Regions from separate parts of the Hordeum vulgare genome. Here region 2 is linked to region 1. The links are chromatin contacts, called in public Hi-C maps. All regions are on one chromosome and are shown on one strand. Each heading gives the region's core, a stretch centred on a gene start, on an enhancer-like site or on the middle of the called end of the contact. The rest is flanking DNA. Distances are from core to core; before and after follow the strand shown.

Region 1 (5,140 bases), core at 1,173-3,672:
AACTGCTCACCTATTATTATCAGTAAGGCATGCAGTAATTGTGACAAACCTACAATACTCAAATATGACCAGTGAATGTTAAATATAAATTATATTAGAAACAACGTCAATTTCTTCTAAGGGTGGGATAGTATAATCACTAGCACAAACTTTAGCGTGGATCTCTAATGCAAGAGTTACGTGCAAGATCTAACCATCTTCATTATGTGCACAAATTACAGGCAAACAAACAATTAATCATAGGAATGTCAGCATAAGCATGTGATAAACTAGTTAGTACACGCTATGTTGCTGCATTTGTTGGGCCTCGTGAAAAAGTTCATGCTAGCGTTTCGAGAGAGGAGATAAGTTGGCATCCAAGGTAACGAGAACATGTTCAAAGGTTGCTTCTAGCATTGGACTGGTCCTTGTAGGTGAAATTCACTCCCAGAAAAATACAGTATGAACTGAAATGACCCGCCATCCCCAACTACAACATCCACTTTAGCGACAAATCAACAAATGGCAACTCCCCATTAGCAGCGCTGGCTACATATACGACAAAACATTAATTCTAACCTCGAATTGCTCGAGGACCGACATGCATTCCTAGCAGCACTAGCTACATATGCGACAAAATATTAATTCTAACCTCGAATTGCTCGAACGAGAGACATGCATCCCCAACTACAACATCCACTTTAGCAACAAATCAACGAATGGCGACTCCCCATTGGCAGCACTAGCTACATATCCGACAAAATATTAATTCCAACCTCAAATTGCTCAAACCAGTATTATGCATCCCCAACTACAACATCCACTTTATCAAGAAATCAACGAATGACAACTCCTCATTGGCAGCACTAGCTACATATACGACAAGATATTAATTATAACCTCAAATTGCTCGAAACAGCAATATGCATCCGCAACTACAACATCCACTTTAGCAACAAATCAACGAATAGCGACCCCCGATTGGCAACGCTGGCTACATATACGACAAAATATTAATTGCAACCTCGAATTGCTCGAACAAAAGATGTGCATCCCCAACAACACCCATTTTAGCAACAGATCAACGAATGGCGACTCCCATTGGCAGCGCTAACTACATATACGACAGAAACATTAATTCTAACCTCGAATTGCTCGAATGAGCGATATACATTCCTAGCAAGCTTCCTCTTGACGGTGCCGAAGTCCATCGGGTGCTCAATCACATCATTGTAGTCAGGCAACTGCGCCAATCAAAACAACCATGGCATCATCAACACTCAATACCAGCCGTATGTCAGATTAGCATCTACAACAAGCATGACGCAGGAACAAACACCCTCACCTCCTCCAGATCCACCGGCTCAGCAAACACACCGTACGTATCCTTCCTGAAGAATCATCAAACAGCAGCATAAGAAATCGAGCTCTTCAAATCATGAAAAGAAAAACACTTGGCATAACCGTGCAAAAGATGTAAAGCACGCACTTCTGCAGCTTGTCAAGAATCATATCCAGCGCCTGCCGGTCCGGCAACGGCGTTGTCCTTGCCATCCCTAAATCCATCGGCAAAAACCAAAAGAAAAAAGAAGAAACAATTTCATTTCTTCGGGAAAAGGCGCTCAAATATCGTAATCCCGTCACTGAAAATGAAGAGATCAGCAAAAACACAGAGAAATCGAACCTGGCACCGGAAGCCGCTTCGTCCGCGGCGCGCTGGCAGCGTCGCTCCTCCCAGCAACCTAAAATAAGAGCAGATCTCGTGTTACAGCCAGCTGCGGAGTGAAGTAAAGACGAGGCCGAAGACGAATCGGGCAGCATGTTTCACCTCGCGACTGCGAGATCTGTCGTCGCGCGACTCGATCCGGCGCTTCTTGGGCGGCTTGACCTGCTCCTCGCCTCCGCCAGCCGGCCGCTCCTCCCCCTCGGATGAGTCCGAGTAAGGAGGGGGAGGTGGGGCCCGTCGGTGGTGCTGGTCCGGAGGAAGCTGGGAGAGCTTGACGACGAGCTTAAGCTTGCGCCGGCGGCGGTCGGAGGCGGAGGAGCCAGCCACGCCGCCTCCGTCGGAGTCGGAGCTGGAGGGCTCGTGCGACGGCGCCCTCCGGTGCTGGGGGCGTGGCGGAGACGATGAGGGCGACGAGGGGAAAGGGAAGAAGTCGTCGACGAGCGGGCGAGAGGACGCGGCGGCGGCGCGGCGCGGGCGGAGCGACCGGCGCGGCGGCGGCGACGGCGAGCGGCAGCGCGACGAGAGGACGTGGTTCCCGCCTCCTCCCCTCCGGCGCGCGGGGTAGCTCCTCTCCGGCTCCGGCGACGGCGACCTCGGCATGGCTGCTGCTGCTGCTGCCGTCCTCTTCTTGGCCTCCTTGGGGTTTGGTTCTGGTTTGGCTACGCTTTTTTTCTACGGCTGCTTTTGTTTGTTTAATTCTATCGCTTGCGTCTGTCTGTGTCCTTCTCTCTCCTCTCTCTCTCTCTCTCTTCTCTCTCTTCCCCACGCACACACACTCACACGCAGTCTCTCTCTCTACCTATCCCTATCTTCTCTCTCTCCTCTAGCGACTTGCACCAACCACTACGGCCATTAGTCTAACTTTTGCCTCCGACGAGAAGAGAGAGAGAGAGGACGGATGGGTGTGTGGGCTTGGTCCATGCAAAGCCGGAATTATTGCCCATTGAATTGGTGGGGCTGACCGACTGCACGCACTGTTGACACACTGCACCAAATTTAAACACTATGCATCGGGAAAAAAAAACACTTGGATATGGGCATTATCCTAAAGTGGTAACTATTTTATGAAGCATTGTTGGTCTTGTTATTTTTCTGAAACTTAAAGTTTAGGGCATAACTTGACCTAAGAAGTTAGCACAAGGAAATTTAAAATTACTACTCCTCTTTGGAGTACATGGTGCACTAGTATATTTCGCATGCATGGACATGTATTGAAGCGGTTATTTGCTTGATACTTCACTGATTCATAATTGTTGCATTAGATCGAGGATTTAAATTGCTAAGCGAAGCTATGGCACTTTGTAACACTATATCCTAGCTATGACGCTATAGTGTCACATAATTGAACATATTTTGCATAGCTCGCTATCAACTATAGCTAAAGCTATTACCTTGTGAATGTACAAGAGACAAAATAGCCTGTGATCGTTTGTGCACGTAAATTTAATACATAGCGACCATGTATATAACTATATAACATGAAGAAAATAAACCCTAATAATAATGTACTCCTCTCTAAAGTAATATAACACATATTAGATCATTGTCTTATATTAGTTCATAGAGGGAGCAATGTCCATTTTTTTTTATCAGTTATCTTGGAGCTTCGGCATTGCTCGCGCGTGCTTGAAAGCGACTCCCACAAACACTCACGATAGCGCAATTAGGAAAGAAATAATAAATCATGTATCCATAGGCTAATTAGCTGAATGATGGATTCTCTTTGGTCTTTACTAGTAGGCTTGTCTTTTTCATACTCCCTCCGTCTCAAAATAAATATCGTGAGCTTTGTACAATTTTGTACTAAATCTAGTACAAAGTTGAGACAGTTATTTTTAGGACAGAGGGAGTATTACTTATTACTCCCTCCGTCTTAAAATAAGTGTCTCAATACTCCCTCCGTCTTAAAATAAGTGTCTCAACTTTGTACTAGCTCTAGTACAAATTTGTACTAAGCTTGAGACAGTTATTTTGGGACGGAGGGGTACTTTAAAACACTATTCTCACGGATAGCTAACGCAGCTATAGTTCGGATCGTATGGTCATGCGCAAAAAAATGCAATTTAAGACCTTGCATCACTAGCGAATCTAGTATGGAACTGAAGGGTGGCTTAAAACATCAAGTTTCCAATTCTAATTAGCAAATGCATTGTAATTAACATGTTAAACACATTGGTATAATTGTTAAGTGGTATATTTAGGTGAAATAAAAATACTAAAGGATAGGTTTCAGCCTGTTGAAGCTCGCCACTGCTTGCATGGCGTTGCTAATTGCTAAATTGCACCCCTCTCTCATCTTTTCTTTAATAGACCAGACGTCAACATTGTTCTCACCATTTGTGTCTTCTACATACCAAATGTTGTTTATATTAGAAATTTAACCATTTTAAGCACAAAAAAAATCCACTCATGCACATAACGTACATTGTGCTAACACTTTGTAACTAAAATTCAACATCGTGTGTCCTCTCTACGACCAAAGTTGTGAGAACTAAGTTCCAACAGCTCATGTATTGGCTTTCCCTCTCGCTCCCGTGCGGCACTACGAGCTGCATTGGAGCGCCCCAGATCCCGCCAGCGAGGACCTTCCCTCCTCCTCCTCCCCCATCATCGCCGCGAGAGGGCATCGTCGGGCAAAGCCCGATGGTGTCGGCGACGATGGGGCCGTTTGGAGACGCAACAACGACGGATCTGGTGGTCTCAAGCACCAGCGAGGAGATGAGCTCCACGGGTTGCGTTTAGCGGCGGTGGGGATGTTTGGCGCGTGCATCGACGGCAAATCTGGTGGCCTCTCCACAGGTTGCACGCAACATCGACGGGGCTGTTTGGCGGCACAACGACGACGTATCTGGTGGCCTCAAGCACCGGCGAGGGAATAAGCTCCATGGGTGCGCGCAGCAACGATTGTGGGGCTCGGGTGGAGTCAGGTTGCGGCCTTGGCTCACTAAGGAACAAGGCGGCGCGGAGGAGCCGCGGTGGGATGCGGTTCACGAAGTGAGGCAGCAGCGAGGCAACACTGAGGTGAGTTGCAGCTAAAGTTTGGTTGTGGGGTGGCACGTGGTGGTCACGGTGGGAGGCCATGTGTTGCTCCGCATGATGGCGCAACGAGCATGCGCAGGGCGCAACGAGGGCGCGGATGGTCTTCGGGTAGTGTGGATCTCGCGCTTGGGCGCGGCTCAGAGGCTCGGGGAGGTGTGGGAGGTGGTCTCATGGGCGATCTGCTGGACTACATGGAGGGTGGACCGAAGTGGCCTCCGAGAGGTGCGAGCGGCTACCAAGGTTGTGATGTGGTTTGTTCGGCGGTGGTGGCAGCGGTGGTGGCCTCCTGCGGCGTGGTGGAGGACTGCCATGGTGCTTGTGCTCAGGCGGCATTGCTGCCCTGGCGGAGCCCCTGGTGGAGGGCTTGAGCGTCCAGTACGACGCTCGAGCGGCGCC
Region 2 (5,140 bases), core at 1,547-4,046, 280 kb after region 1:
AGATATTACTAGTAGAGGCAGATCTTACTTGGTATCTAGTATCTGACAGTCACAGTCCTTGCAGAAGTAGTTCGAGTAGGGAAAGATTTGCAAGAAGCGAATCTGAGAAAACAACAGTAAGAATAGAGGAGGTAAAAGAAAATTGGTCAGGATCTTCAAATTTAGTTGCAAACCAGCGAGTAAAGTTCTCCAACACGATTCTGCAATGGTGTCCCACTCAGAGCCCACTTGTATTCCGATTCCAATGCAAAAACTGCCCTTGCAGTATTGCATCGTCTATCTTTTATGAAGTGAGCCTGCAGAAAAGAATATGGAGGGAATGAATCATCTTTAAAAAGAAACATGTCGATCATTGTTGAACTGAACTTCAGGAAAATATTAAAAGATTGAAGATACTCATCTAAAAAGACAAAGAAATCATTGTGTAGTGAGAACACAGCTGCGTGTCTCAAGTACACAAATTGGACTTAATCCTTGAAATTTCATAAAACAGTGTAATGATGAACAGAAAAGACTAGCCGATAGCAACATACCTAGAAACTGTCCACTTGATAAAACCTAATATGTATCTCTATTATCTACTGAAACATGCGTACAGAAAGTAATATATTTCGAAATGGGACAAGTACTGCTGGATAAGTTTCCTTTAGACACGAAACTAGGCTGCTGGCCAAACATCATCAATGTTAGAAAACACCAACAGAACAGGAGCATTCAGTAACACCAGAATGAGCTTGCCAGGGAAAAGAAGACCTTGGTATCAAATTCAGAGCTACAAACTTCGTGGATTTTGCATAACTGCTCATTCAGCTTTCATGCTTCATGTTGTCATGATGTCAACGTGGTGTGCCGACTATTAATAAATAGATTTAGATTAGCAGAAAAACACTTGTGTGCAACGTAATGCAATGCAGCAAGTAAACCTATCATACATTATATGTGCAACGTAATGCACTATGATGCAATGCAGCAAGTAAATCTATCATACATTATCTTAATTTTTACGGACATATAACAGAAACCAAATAGTAGAGTTCTGATACTTACAAGTGTCATCACCAAAACATTACGACAAAGAACAACCAAATGTATAGGAACAGGTTATTGGTCAAAATACTAGACAAGAGCTTATCATCATAACGATGCAGGTATTAGAACTGCTTGTGTATCACCTAAGACAGTAGAACGTAGAAATGCTGTAGAAATAGTACTATGTTATGCATTGCTCACAGATACAGTAACAAGTTCACCTGGAGGCTACAATTAAAAAAAAATCCCCCAAATAAGAATTTGCCATGTTTGATCACTACAACCAGAAATCATGCTTAGTCGAAGAAAACGGGGTTACATCGCTAAGAAGTAATACAGACACATGGCAGATTGACAGTATGAACCACAACTAAGTGTTCCATTTAAAAAAAAAATCGATTACTTCGTGATACTTCATATCTATATATGCAGTTTATTAAATTGCCGAATCGTAAAAAAGGCGGCAAGAAAGGGCATATGATCACCTCATCTAAGATAATCCGCTCCCACCGCACTGAGTGTAGAAGTGACTTGCCCCTGGATTCGCTAGCCAATTCCTCGCAATCCTCCTCCTCAATACCGTTTTTCCTCTTGTGAGCACTTGCTTTGCCCTTCCCCTTCACTTTGGTATCAGCCGACTTCTTGCTCTTCTGCTTCGCCTGCTTCTCAGTGCGGAGAGCATCGGGTCCACAGTAATATCTCAAGTGAATCTTGAGCTTCTCGGGGTAAAACTGTTTATTGCAGTACTCGCACCGAATCTTGGGTGGCATTATGTGCTTCCGGTAGTCCGCCTCAATGGTGGAGTAGGTGGTGACCACGAAGTCGAAGGTGTCGAAATCGTGCTTCTGAGAGCCCCGGCGAGCACCATGGTAGAGCAGCACGCGCGCGCTGCCTTTGGCCGTGTGCCGCTCGATCTCCTGCGCCCACTGGATGACGGCCACCACGGGGCAGATCACAAGGGTGCACCCTACCCGGCGCATCGGGAGGCCCAGTGATGTGGACGGTGGCGAGGACGAGCCGGGGGGGCGTAGCTGGCGCGCGGTGAGGACGAGTGCGATGCCCTGGATGGTCTTCCCCATGCCCATCTCGTCCGCGAGGATGCCGCCGCGCGAAACCGAGGCCTCCTGCGCCAGCGCCCACGCGAGCCACTCCTTCTGGAAGCGCAGCAGCTGGAGCAGCACCTCCGGGGCCGGCTCCGCGGTTGGCACCACCGCCGCCGCCGAGGTGTTGGTCTCCTCCGACGCCCCGACGCGTTCGTCGAGCCACTTGGTATTAGCCTCCGCCCACTCTTCCCACGGCAGGGGCGGCCCGTCCTCGTCGCGCTTCCCCTTCTTCGTCTTCCGCCTACACTTGGACTTGCGCGGCCGTGGTGACAACGCCGGACGCGGCGCCACCGCCACCGCAGGCGCAGGGGCGTCTTCATCGGAGGCAAACTCGTCGTCGTCGTCCCCCGCCTCGTCATCCGTACCGGCGACGAAGTCGGAGTCGGAGGTGTTATCGGAGGGGACGCTCTCGTCGTGGTCGTCGCGCCGGCGGCGACGACTGCCGCCGGGGCCTGCGATGGGAGGCGGGGATTCAGGCTTGAGGGGCGGGATTCGAGGGGTTCAGCATAAGTAGGGGACTTACCAGATGCATTCCCGTTTCGGCGAGGCATCGCGCGGCGGCGGCGGCGGCGCAGAGACAGAGGAAGCGCGAGAGGTGGGGTGGGTGTGGGGTGGGTTGCTTCTCGTGATTTTTAAAGTCGGGGGGTTTGGGGGCGGCGGATTGTGTGGGGTTAAGTCGGTCATGGGGAGAGGAAATGGCGGGAAGGAACTGCAGGGGGCGGAAGGGCTGACCCGGTCAGCGGGGAGTTGTGCTCCGGAAGGAACTGCCGGATTGTGCTCCGGAAGGAACTGTCGGGTTGTGTGTGTCGTCATGTGTGAACCCGATCTTTTTCTTTTTTTTTTTTTGCGGCGTGAACCCAACCGACCTTTATCAATCCATAGGCGTTGTTCGATGTTTCCCATGCTAGTAAGGTTTTTTCTTTTTTTGAGAGGGGATCGAGCGTGACAGACAGGAACGAAATCGATGTCGATTCATTGTTTTTTTTCATCCACGCCATGCCCACCTCTTTTGGGATATCTTAGGTACTCCTGACTTGGCACCACGAAACATGCATAATTTTGTTTTCTTCCAAAGTATAAAGCCTGCACACTTGATTTGGTACCATCAAATCATCAACCTCGCTACTACTACTTTCCTTGTTCAATAATTTATCAATAATGTGAGTATTAAATAACAGTAGCTGAAAATAAAACAGCATTACATAAGAATGAAGTGTATTTCTATTTTAATTGCACTGCAGAACATACTCACACCATGCTTAATAGTATAGCCAACTGCTGGCTATAAGCAGTCTTATAGTTCATCTTATATCTAGCTTGTACAATAGTTAGCTACAAAAGAGTACTACCTTTATCATATATGGCTCACCTTTCATTCTCACAAAGCACCTAGGAGCACGTGCTAGAGCCGGCTCTTCATGAAGAGCCCCCTTCCCTTCTCTCTCCTCTTCTCTCTCATCCAACTCAGCAAAAATATAGTATTTTAATTCTTACAGCCTCCTGACTGTACCTTATTGTACTTGCTCTCATGCGAGCCCGCTTCGCCCGGCTTTGCCTGCTCCGGCATTCAAGCCACTGCCCATCCCCAGCTGGCTTCGTGGTCGTTATTGTCGGTGCCTCGCATGCGGCCACCATGCAGTGACGTGGCGTGACCCTGTCCACTGCAGCCGTTGCCTTCATAATGGCCACAAGGCCCGTGGTTGTCGCAACAAATGGAAGCCAATTAGTTCGCTCGACTGCAATTATGTGCCTCCTCCTCCATTGCCTCGCCCAGCTCTTGCTCCCGCACAAGAGACAGCGCCCCGTCCCGGGCATGGCTCGGAGATCCCTGCGCAGCAACCTCCTGTGCTTCAGTTGCCTCAGCCCCAGATGTCGCGTCGTGGAGATGCTTCGTCCAGGTCGGATGTGGACTTCATCGTCGTCCCGACGACGCCGGAGATGCAAGTGGAATCCGCGCTCCTCTCCTCCAACGCGGTTGTGGCTTGGCTGGAGGGGGCTCGCCATGACATCTCCTGCGCCCAAGTGAGCGCTGAGATTGCTTCTGCCTTCGGCGCGCGGTCAGCGGACGTCGATGTGGTGCGCCACTATCCCGAGTAGTTCTTCGTCAGATTTATGTATCAGAACCACTGTGCGCGGATGCCGTGTCGCGCGGTGACCTGCCCGGTGCTGGCTACCGCATCTTCGTGCGTGAGTGGCGGCTAGAAACCCATGCTGATAACGAAGATATGCTCCACCACGTCAGGCTGTGCATGGAAGGTGTTCCTCTGCATGGCTGGAACGAGTACATCGCGACCTTCCTCATCGGCCATGGATGCTCGCTGGACTACATCGAGCCGCGCTCTCGCCGCAAGGAAGATACTCGAGACCTGTTGCTCTGGGCCTGGACTGCTGGTCCCGGTGTTGTCCCAAAGGTGAAGTTGTGACATCCTCGGATTAAGCTACAGTAATAAATGTAGTTAGACTATAGTAATCACTCGTTAATAGTGCCAGGTCTTGATAAAAATCAAAGCCATTTTTAAATTAAAGATAAAGTAAAATAAATTATGTCTCCAAACAAAAAAAACTAAAATTTTGGTTGGGTCACAAGTATTCACAAAGTAATTGTTATCCAGCAAACAACATCATTTGATATATTTAAGTGCCATAAAGTAATTATAATAGAGGCCAAAAAACATTATAATAAAGTACCATAAAGTAATTATCATAAAGTGCCATAAAACATTATTTAAATTGCCTATTCTAAATTATGAGAATTCAAACTAACCCAAATAATTAACAAAAAATTTGGAGCAGTGTCTATTAATGCATCGTAAATAATTGTGCAAATTATATATTTTCTTAAATCAAAATACTCTAGTTTTAAAAAAATAAAAGGCAATGCAAAAAAAAAAACCGTGGGCCAACTAGGCCAAATTAACCCAGCCAGCCCACCTAATTGGGGAGGTATAAACCCCCCCAAACCCTAAGCCCAACCGCCCCCACTCTCCCTTTCCTCCATGCCCGCCGCC

What was found. A called contact is a pair of places that touch in the nucleus more often than the background predicts.
Region 2: a Hi-C map of seedling shows a contact between it and region 1, with 2.0 times the contacts expected there. The contact joins the promoter of LOC123425921 here to the promoter of LOC123425917 in region 1. A contact is called at or near these places in 2 of 6 Hi-C or Micro-C datasets (leaf and seedling) and 1 of 1 datasets of contacts at active chromatin or transcription factors (embryo).

What each region holds. Positions count from the first base shown.
Region 1 is chr2H:220,015,026-220,020,165 of MorexV3_pseudomolecules_assembly, forward strand. LOC123425917 reads right to left here and starts at 2,423. Exons shown (of 9, transcript XM_045109680.1): 1 at 1,808-2,423; 2 at 1,664-1,721; 3 at 1,469-1,535; 4 at 1,325-1,370; 5 at 1,125-1,223. The coding sequence starts at 2,305.
Region 2 is chr2H:220,298,222-220,303,361 of MorexV3_pseudomolecules_assembly, forward strand. LOC123425921 (DNA repair protein RAD16) reads right to left here and starts at 2,797. Exons shown (of 15, transcript XM_045109684.1): 1 at 2,656-2,797; 2 at 1,515-2,584; 3 at 174-296; 4 at 29-102. The coding sequence starts at 2,683. It also overlaps the pseudogene LOC123426183.